2 separate regions of the Oryctolagus cuniculus genome follow, and region 2 is linked to region 1. Evidence: chromatin contacts called from public Micro-C data. All regions are on one chromosome and are shown on one strand. Each heading gives the region's core, a stretch centred on a gene start, on an enhancer-like site or on the middle of the called end of the contact. The rest is flanking DNA. Distances are from core to core; before and after follow the strand shown.

Evidence for each region. Hi-C and Micro-C count contacts between places; a contact is called where the count stands out from the background.
Region 2: a contact with region 1 is called in a Micro-C map of ear pinna, with 2.4 times the contacts expected there. The contact joins two enhancer-like sites. A contact is called at or near these places in 2 of 6 Hi-C or Micro-C datasets (ear pinna and an unstated tissue).

The regions. Positions count from the first base shown.
Region 1 is chr5:167,861,350-167,865,449 of mOryCun1.1, reverse strand. All of the region lies in intron 4 of GMDS (GDP-mannose 4,6-dehydratase), which reads right to left. Among named protein-coding and RNA genes, the nearest start is that of GMDS, 150 kb to the right of the region's middle. Within about 2 kb of position 2,034, at least 3 of the 8 cell types and tissues checked have an H3K27ac peak or open chromatin away from gene starts, as enhancers often do.
Region 2 is chr5:168,000,207-168,004,306 of mOryCun1.1, reverse strand. All of the region lies in intron 6 of GMDS (GDP-mannose 4,6-dehydratase), which reads right to left. Among named protein-coding and RNA genes, the nearest start is that of GMDS, 290 kb to the right of the region's middle. Within about 2 kb of position 1,741, at least 1 of the 8 cell types and tissues checked has an H3K27ac peak or open chromatin away from gene starts, as enhancers often do.

The DNA.
Region 1 (4,100 bases), core at 785-3,284:
TTTGAAATCAAGCAGTTGGAGGAAGTGGTGTTGCAATACTGTCCTTTTCATGAAAACTCTGGCAACGGAAAAGTCACATAAATAACCTGCTTGATACTGTCCCATTAAGAAAAGCACAGTGTCTGCAACTAACTGCCAAAGAGGGGCTGAAAGTGGAGAAGTATGCAGAACCCACAAAGCATACCATATTCTGGCTAAAAGTTGTTTTCAAACAGCAAAGGCTGATCTGAAGCCCCTTAAACAAACATATGTGATATTTCACTAAAGACTTGCAGAGAAATCTGCATAGGCATAGTTGTGACTAACTTGAACATTTCATACTTGGCTTCCAGAGACGTATGATGGTGTAAATTTACCTCATAAAATTCCATCCAATTAATTAGATCAAAACCTTGCAAAATTATAAAAGAATTACACATTTAGAAATCAAGTTTTGCTGAGTTCTTGTGTCCACACAGCCCATGCTACTAAAAAAGTTAGGGCAACACAGACCTATCTGTGCATTCAAATGGAAGTTAACACAACAGATTAACACAGAAAAACTATACATATATGTGCACAAATATTTTTTCCTCCTGATATATGTCGCAGCAGAGCCATTCAGTCATTAATAAGTAACAGGCGGCTGCCAGAATGTTTTACGCTCCATTAAAGCAACATTGAGGCCCATTACAGTACACAGCAAATGATGCTGGAAACCACCTTCCACCCTTCAAACCACAGTCCCTTCTAACCTCATTTGGTGGAAGCAGCTTGGGGGTGAACGGCAATATACTCTCAAGTAAGCCTTTATTAAGTATGAGAAATAAATTATATTAAGTGTTATTTTTTGAACTCAGAAATGAGGGAAGGGGTTGTTAAGATATCAGATTTACTAAGAAAATAATTATGTGAGAAATAAGTTGCTGTCATAAGAGAGACTTGCCAGATACTGCATTTAAGCAAGTTGTTCTACACACCTTTAGAATCAAGTTCGTGACACAGAGATTAGTCTGTGGTACTAACTCGCCTGAGAGTAGATCAGAAAAAACATAAAGGGGAGGGGAAATGTTTTCCTGAACAACATTCGCGTGACTTGAGTGGCATTAGGAAGCCCTGATGATGTTTGTAAGTGTGAGACACCGAGGTGATTCGATTGTTCAGGACACGCTACAAATCGCTTTTTTACAACCCACTTCCATTCCTCAGATTCTAATAACTTGGATTCCACTTCATTAGATCCTCATGTCTGAGATTTCACCAACTGCAATTCTCTGAAACTTGAAAATTACCCTGAAAATTTGTGAGAAGCCACAGAAAGGTCTTCAGAAACAGACACATATTAAATATTAATTATAATGATGGCTGTCATCTTTTATGGTAATTATGTCATTATTTAGGAATGCTAATTAAGACATAAAGTGACTCGCTAATTGCAAACGCATTCTGAAGAAATACATTTGTACTTGTGCATTTAACAGCAAATCCAGCCCAGGGACTGGGCCATAATAGACTGCAGTTCTATTTTCTAAAATGCTGACATTTGAGCAAATGTTCCCATGGAATGTTTGCCTGATTCGTGGACTGACATTTCCTCTTTGTAACTTGCTTAACTAAAAAGGAGACATGCAGGCCAAATGCTACAGTACCCACAGGCAGCAGGCCATTACTTGCCGCTGCAACTTGTGTATGGTTTCTCTTTTACCTCCCTCTTGCCCTGCCGCCCTCAGCCCTTCGCTGTCTCTTTATTTTGACATGCATATTATCTTAGCTGATTTCAATCATCTTTTAGGAGTGGGTGACATACCTTAAAAGATTAAGCTTTCCCACCTGGGATTTGTCCAGAAATTCAGTGTATTCTAGCGTCTCATGCCTTCTTCCTCCTCCTACACTCTCATGTTATCAATAGTAGCTTTCTTTCTTATTTTATGCTTAACTACACGACACAGGCAGCTCCACTGATGGAAGTCAGTTCGCGTTGTCACTCATCTTTCACTGTAACTACAAGACCGATCTCCTGTGTCCGTAACACTCTGCTGCCATCTATGTGTGCAAAAGAGCACAACACGCTCCCAGGCCCCAGAGGCTTCCCCTGGGTCCCAGGGACAGTTCTGGCTGTCATCTAGGCAGAGAGGCCGCGGCTGCGGGGAAGTGGCTCTTCCCCGGAGTGCAGGGGCCTATCAGGAGTTCCCACTTCCTTCTCTGTGAGCAACTTTGCTAACCTGAAGACCACCACTACTGTTGACTCATTATTGTACTCGAAATGGTGATTTTGATGGAGTTACCACAGCAAAGGAAAAGTAACAAGAAAAGCTAAAATATTAAGTCATTCAAGCAAACAATTTTTGCAAAACTGTAATCTAACTATCTGGGCCAAATAATAGGACAAAACAGCAGTAAGCCAAAACACTGTCATAATATTTAACATAGAGTAAACAGATAAAAATATTATCTACTCATATTACTTAAACATCAAAAATCGTGATATAATAATCAACGAACGTCTGTCAAACTCCCAAACACTTCTTCCCTGGGAAAGATGGAGCAATCCATCAGACCAAGCTCAGGAGTCTCCTGGCCTCCTGGTGGCACTGGCCGCGCTGGCTCCGAACTGTCCTGACAAATGTCAGTGTCAAGAAAACAAACTGAAAACCATTCCAGGGTGAGCCACGGGGCAACGTTAAAACAAACCCAGGAATTCTGTTCTCTCCGCCACCCCACGACTAATCCACAGCACTAGCGATGTGGCAACAGTTCTGAAGAATGTCCCATAAAACTTCATTGTGTCAATATCACTAACTTCTAAAAGACTTTTCACTTAAAAAACATTGGTAGCAAGAAAATGTATGGGGACGGGAGCAGAGAGGAGACTCGGAAAAAGGCCTTACCCGGATACACCAAACAAAACAAGAAGCTCAAACTTTGCCTCCCTCCGCCAGTCAGCCATTTACAGCTGCATCACAGCACCCAACACAAAGTTCTCCATCACCAGCGCTACAAGCATACACAAGCTGAGCTCATCTTTCAAAATGCAAGACTTTCTAAGGCATTCTCAGTCTGTTACTCTCAGGATGATCTTCGTCAACATAGTGTAAAGTGCCAAACCAAGCCTTGAAGCATAACTTCTTGTAAATAAATTCAAATTCATTGTGAATTTTTTTAATTAACCACCCTAAACTCTATATATATATAATGTAACTGTCTTAAAAAGAGTAACAATGAATCCTACTTATCTTAGATGTTAGACATATTTACAAAAAACAAATCTGATACATTAAAACAATTTTCTTATAATTTATTTCTTGCTAGCACTGGTAAGGTATCCAATTAATGATTTACAGTAAGAATTAATAGAAAAGAGTCTTCTTAAGCATTAAATTTCTCTGGACTAGAAAGGATTTAATTTCCTTAACCATAACAACTCTAAGGAGCCAACTTTAACAAAATAAATTTTATAAATTCTATTTGCCCTAAAAGGATAAAGATTGCACTCAACACCAAGTTGTTAGATCTTTTAAAAAGAGAAATTATGAAAGTTTAATTTCTTAAATTTACATACAGCTGGAGATGATGGAAATACATCTAACTACACTTTGAAACAAGGTATTATTTATATCTGCATATTAATTTATGCAAATCACATATTCTAAAAGAGGAAATCCTAAAAACCATTTTCATTCATCATTAAAAGCATAAACAAAAAGCCTCACATATAGTACATTTATTGACTTACTAACTGTTCACCATTTGTGTTTATAAATGCACTAAAACCTCAAACTGTTTGCATAAACTGGAACTTCATACCTAGAAAATAATTGTTGTAATACTAATTAATACTACTTTAGATTTTATATAATAAACAAGCTACTATTGTGAGTAAATTAAGAGTGCAAAATCCAACAAACATACCTTTGTGTGGTCCACCAATTATAAGCAAAATTCCAAACATTATTAGCTGTTATCAAAATTACAATACCACCTAGATCTAATAAAACAGAACACTCTGTCTGAACAGGGAGAGGAGAACTTTCATAGAGTGTTCTCTCTCACATAAATACTTAATGGACTATAAAGGACTTTTTAGGTGGTTTAGATTTGAATTCAATTGCTCAAATCTGAAA
Region 2 (4,100 bases), core at 492-2,991, 140 kb before region 1:
AAATAAAATATTGAGTTGTTTGGTATTGGCTCACTTGTTTCTTGATTCATCTATAACTGCTTGATTTGAATTTGCTGGTCACAATGGCAAATACTAAGTAATATTCTGAAATATTACTTTATTTATACATATACTATGCATATATATCTATATAGTTTATACATAGAGAGAATGCTTTCTGCCTAATGTGATTAAATAAAAATAAGTTAGTTATTTGTGTCACACATTATATTACTTCCTAAAACACTGAAATATATATGAATTCTAATAATTCTAAAGGAAAAATCTCATATACAGTGAACCTGTCACAGAGATATTACTATAATCTTACACGCTGAAACATAAACTCCAATCTCTTTTAATGCTTATTTCATATCAAAGCCAAAACATGGACTCCACAGCTTATCCCCAAGGAAAGGATCTGTTCTTGTTAGAACTAATAACCAAAGTAAACATGCTCCCTGACTTTGGAAGTGAGCGACACGGTTCTGTGGAGCAGTGGGTGGCAGATCTGATTAAGACGGTCTCCAACTGCCAGCCCTGCTCTATGGGTGCCCTAAACTGGCTCTCACCTGGAGACCAGAAGACCTAGGGCTGAGACCTTCCCTGGAGTACTACTAATCAGAATGATTTTTTTCCTGTGTTCGGGTAAATATTTGCTAAAGCTCTAGGAAGGATTTAGTGGAAAAATAAAAGTGACATGTAAAGAAAAATGAGATCCCATTCTGATAGGTGACATTCACCCGGATTCGGAGACAACCCTTGGTTAATTCTAGAGCAGGGTTTCTCATCCTCACCACTGTCGACATCGTGTGCTGGGCTGGTCATCGTGCTGTCCAATGTGGGATGTTCAGCAGTGTCCCCAGCCTCTGTCTACTGATGCCTGTAGCAACCCCTTCCCCACTGTGGGCTGGAAGCATCTCCAGACTTTGCCACATGGGGCACACTCATCCCCTCCTCGCCCCTTAGCCTCCTCGTGCCCAGCTGAATGGTTCTCATTTTTACAACAAAGAACAATCGTTAGAAAAAACAAAGGAAAAAAATTACCTAAACCTTTACTGTGATGTGGGTAATTTCTACATTAATTAGTTTTAAAATTCTGGAGATTAAAATCATGACAATAAATGCATTTAGGTATTTTATGAAGCAAAACTTAGAAACTAAAAACAATGTTCCAAACTAAAATGCAGAACCTCAAGTTCCTGAACCTGAAACTATGAGATTCTCTCGGGTGAATACTGCTTTTAGACAGATATATATGGTTCCTTATGAATCCACAGTTAGAGGAATGTGCTGTATCTTCTAAAAAATGGCCCAATATCTAAACAATGGTGGCATATCATCCATTTGTGACAGTCTCAAACTGTTAATTATGTGTTTACTTTCAGTAGTTACTTCTTATTGCAATGTGGTTTTTTTAAATGTATTTGTCATTATTTCTTATTCTTCTCATTGCCAAAGTTTGATGATACCCAAAGCAAGTTAGTTGCACTACACATTTTATTATTAGAAAACTCTCACTGTTGCACTGTGACTATTTCTGCTAAACATCAGAAAGGAATACTGCTGTTATCAAAACTAATTAATGTCTTTTATAAAAGGTAAGAGTGGCTGAGGCCTTAAATATCCAGCTTCACCACACGCCCCGTTCTGACTCACAGGGGTTGCTCCTGCCCAGTGCCAACTCTCAGATTCACAGATATGCTATTCCCACAACCGAGAACAATGTTCACACCTGTCCTGCAGGACTACCCCAGTCTCAGCGCTGGCATTGGCTGGGTTTAGGACTTTGCAGGCAATAGTCTCAGACTGCTTCCACTTCTTCACTGACTAAAAACGGGGATGGAGTGAGCTTCCCAATCCTTTCTGCTTCATCTTGAGAGAGTATTTTGAGGGAATGAACACAGGTGGATGTGAACTGGGGGTCCCCCAAGAGTTCTCCCAAGGAAAGAATAGCATCTAATGGGTTAGTATGCATTTTTAAACACACAGGAAAAACAGAATAAACAGATGTATGGGTTTCAATATACACATAAAGAAAAGTAATAAGAACAACGAAGTAAAAATTGTCTCTGAAAGTACTGAACTACTAAATCAAATATAATAAAGAAGATGAAGGGTATAATCCTTTATGCTGTTGAAATGTTTGATGATGATGATAAAAGCCAGGTTACTCTGATTCTGACTTCTCGACTGGGAATGAAGCACAAAGGTGCACACACGCCAGGGGCACTGTGGTGCCCACTAGGCTCTCGCCGAATTCCAGAGAAAACAGCGTCCAGCCACGGAGGAGCTCCTGGCGGGAGCAGGCCACAAGGGACCACAGTCCAGAGGCAGCAGGGGAGCAGAGCGGGGCTGGGAGCGAAGCGAAGGTGGAATGAGAAAGAGAATGAGACGCCCTACTGGGAAGAGGGAAGGCTTCGTCCAGAGCTGAATCAACATCCTATTCTTAAACACTTAAACGAGAGACAGAGAGAGAGGGAGAGAGAAGAGTGGGAGGAGAATGGAAGAAACACACTGTCGACACAGAGCGTGATGTCTTAGTCAGGCCAGAGGTATCCAGGGATGAAGCCAATCACTTCCGTGACTCACTGCTGGTAAACTAATGGCCCACGAGGTGGATTTCCAAAGCCAGACCTCACCACCTCAGTCAGCCCTACAGCAGCAGTCCCTGCGCTGCCCAGACGTTCCTAATGACCGAAAGATGGACATGAGTCAACCTGGAGAAAAACAGCCTCACCGGAGGACTGGAAACCATAAGTGTGCCTCCTGCTCTGCCAAGATGGTGTCTTCGGAGCGGGAGCCCTCTGCAGTGCCCTCGAGTGCCCACACGAGGCAGCAGAGAGCTGTGGCCAAGCACACTCCAGGCCCAGCCTTTCTCCTGCATGAGCCAGCCTGGGAAGTCGCCCAGAGCCCTCGGCCACTCCTCAGCTGTGGACGCTTAAGGCTCAAGTCCCCACGCAGCTTGCAAACTGAAGACCCACTAGAACATTCAGTGTGTAGATCACCGCTTAGTAACGATGGCCACAGTCATCAAAGTCAGGAAATCGGGTTTATTCTAGTCATTTAATCTTACTGTAATCTTCTGAAACAAGAAGCTAGGTTCTATTTCTATTTTTGGATGTCTCTCAATTATCTTGAAAAATATGTAATTTCATTTGGGATATACTTGAATTATTTATAATTTTTCAAAGGTCACCAAATTTTATTTACAGCATAGCAATATGTTGAAAATTAAGATGTAATCGGCAACCTGGTTAAATTACTCACGTAATGAACACTGGATAATCTTATTTTACATTCTAATGAAATAAAGAATCAGAATTAATTACAGGGGCTAGCATTGCGGTGTAGTGGGAGAAAGCTGCCACCTGCAGTGCTGGCATCCCTTATGGGCACCAGTTTGAGATCCAGCTGCCCCACTTCCGATTCAGCTCTCTGTTATGGCCTGGGAAAGCAAAAGATGGCACCAGTGCTCAGGCCCCTACACCCACGTGGGAGACATGGAAGAAGCTCCTGGCTCCTGCCTTCAGCTTGGCACAGCTCCAGCTGTTGCGGCCATGTTGGGAGTGAACCAGTGGATAGAAGACCTCTCTCTCTGTCTCTCTCTGTCTGTCTCTCTCTGTCTATGTCTCTGCCTCTCTGAAACTCTGCCCTTCAAATAAATAAATCTTTTTTAAAAAAGAATTAGAAATATTATTAGCTTGCTTTTAATGTTCCAATTGGGAGAATTACTTTAAAATGAAGAGTAGATTATTGGGGACAGCACTGTGGCACAGTGGGTAAAGCCGCCACCTGCAGTGCCAGCATCCCATATGGGTTCCAGTTCAATTCCCGGCTGCTCCACTTGCGATCCAGCTCTCTGCTATGGCTGGGAAAGCAGTAGAAGATGGCTCAGGTCCTTGGGCCCCTGCACCTGCGTGGGAAACCTGGAAGAAGCTCCTGGCTCCAGGCTTTGGATTGGCACAGCTCTGGCTGTTGTAGCCAACTGGGGAGTGAACTATTGATGGAAGACCCCCCCCGCACCGCCTCTCCTTCTCTCTCTGTGTAACTATGACTTTCAAATAAATAAATAAATCTTTTAAGAAATAGATTATTGA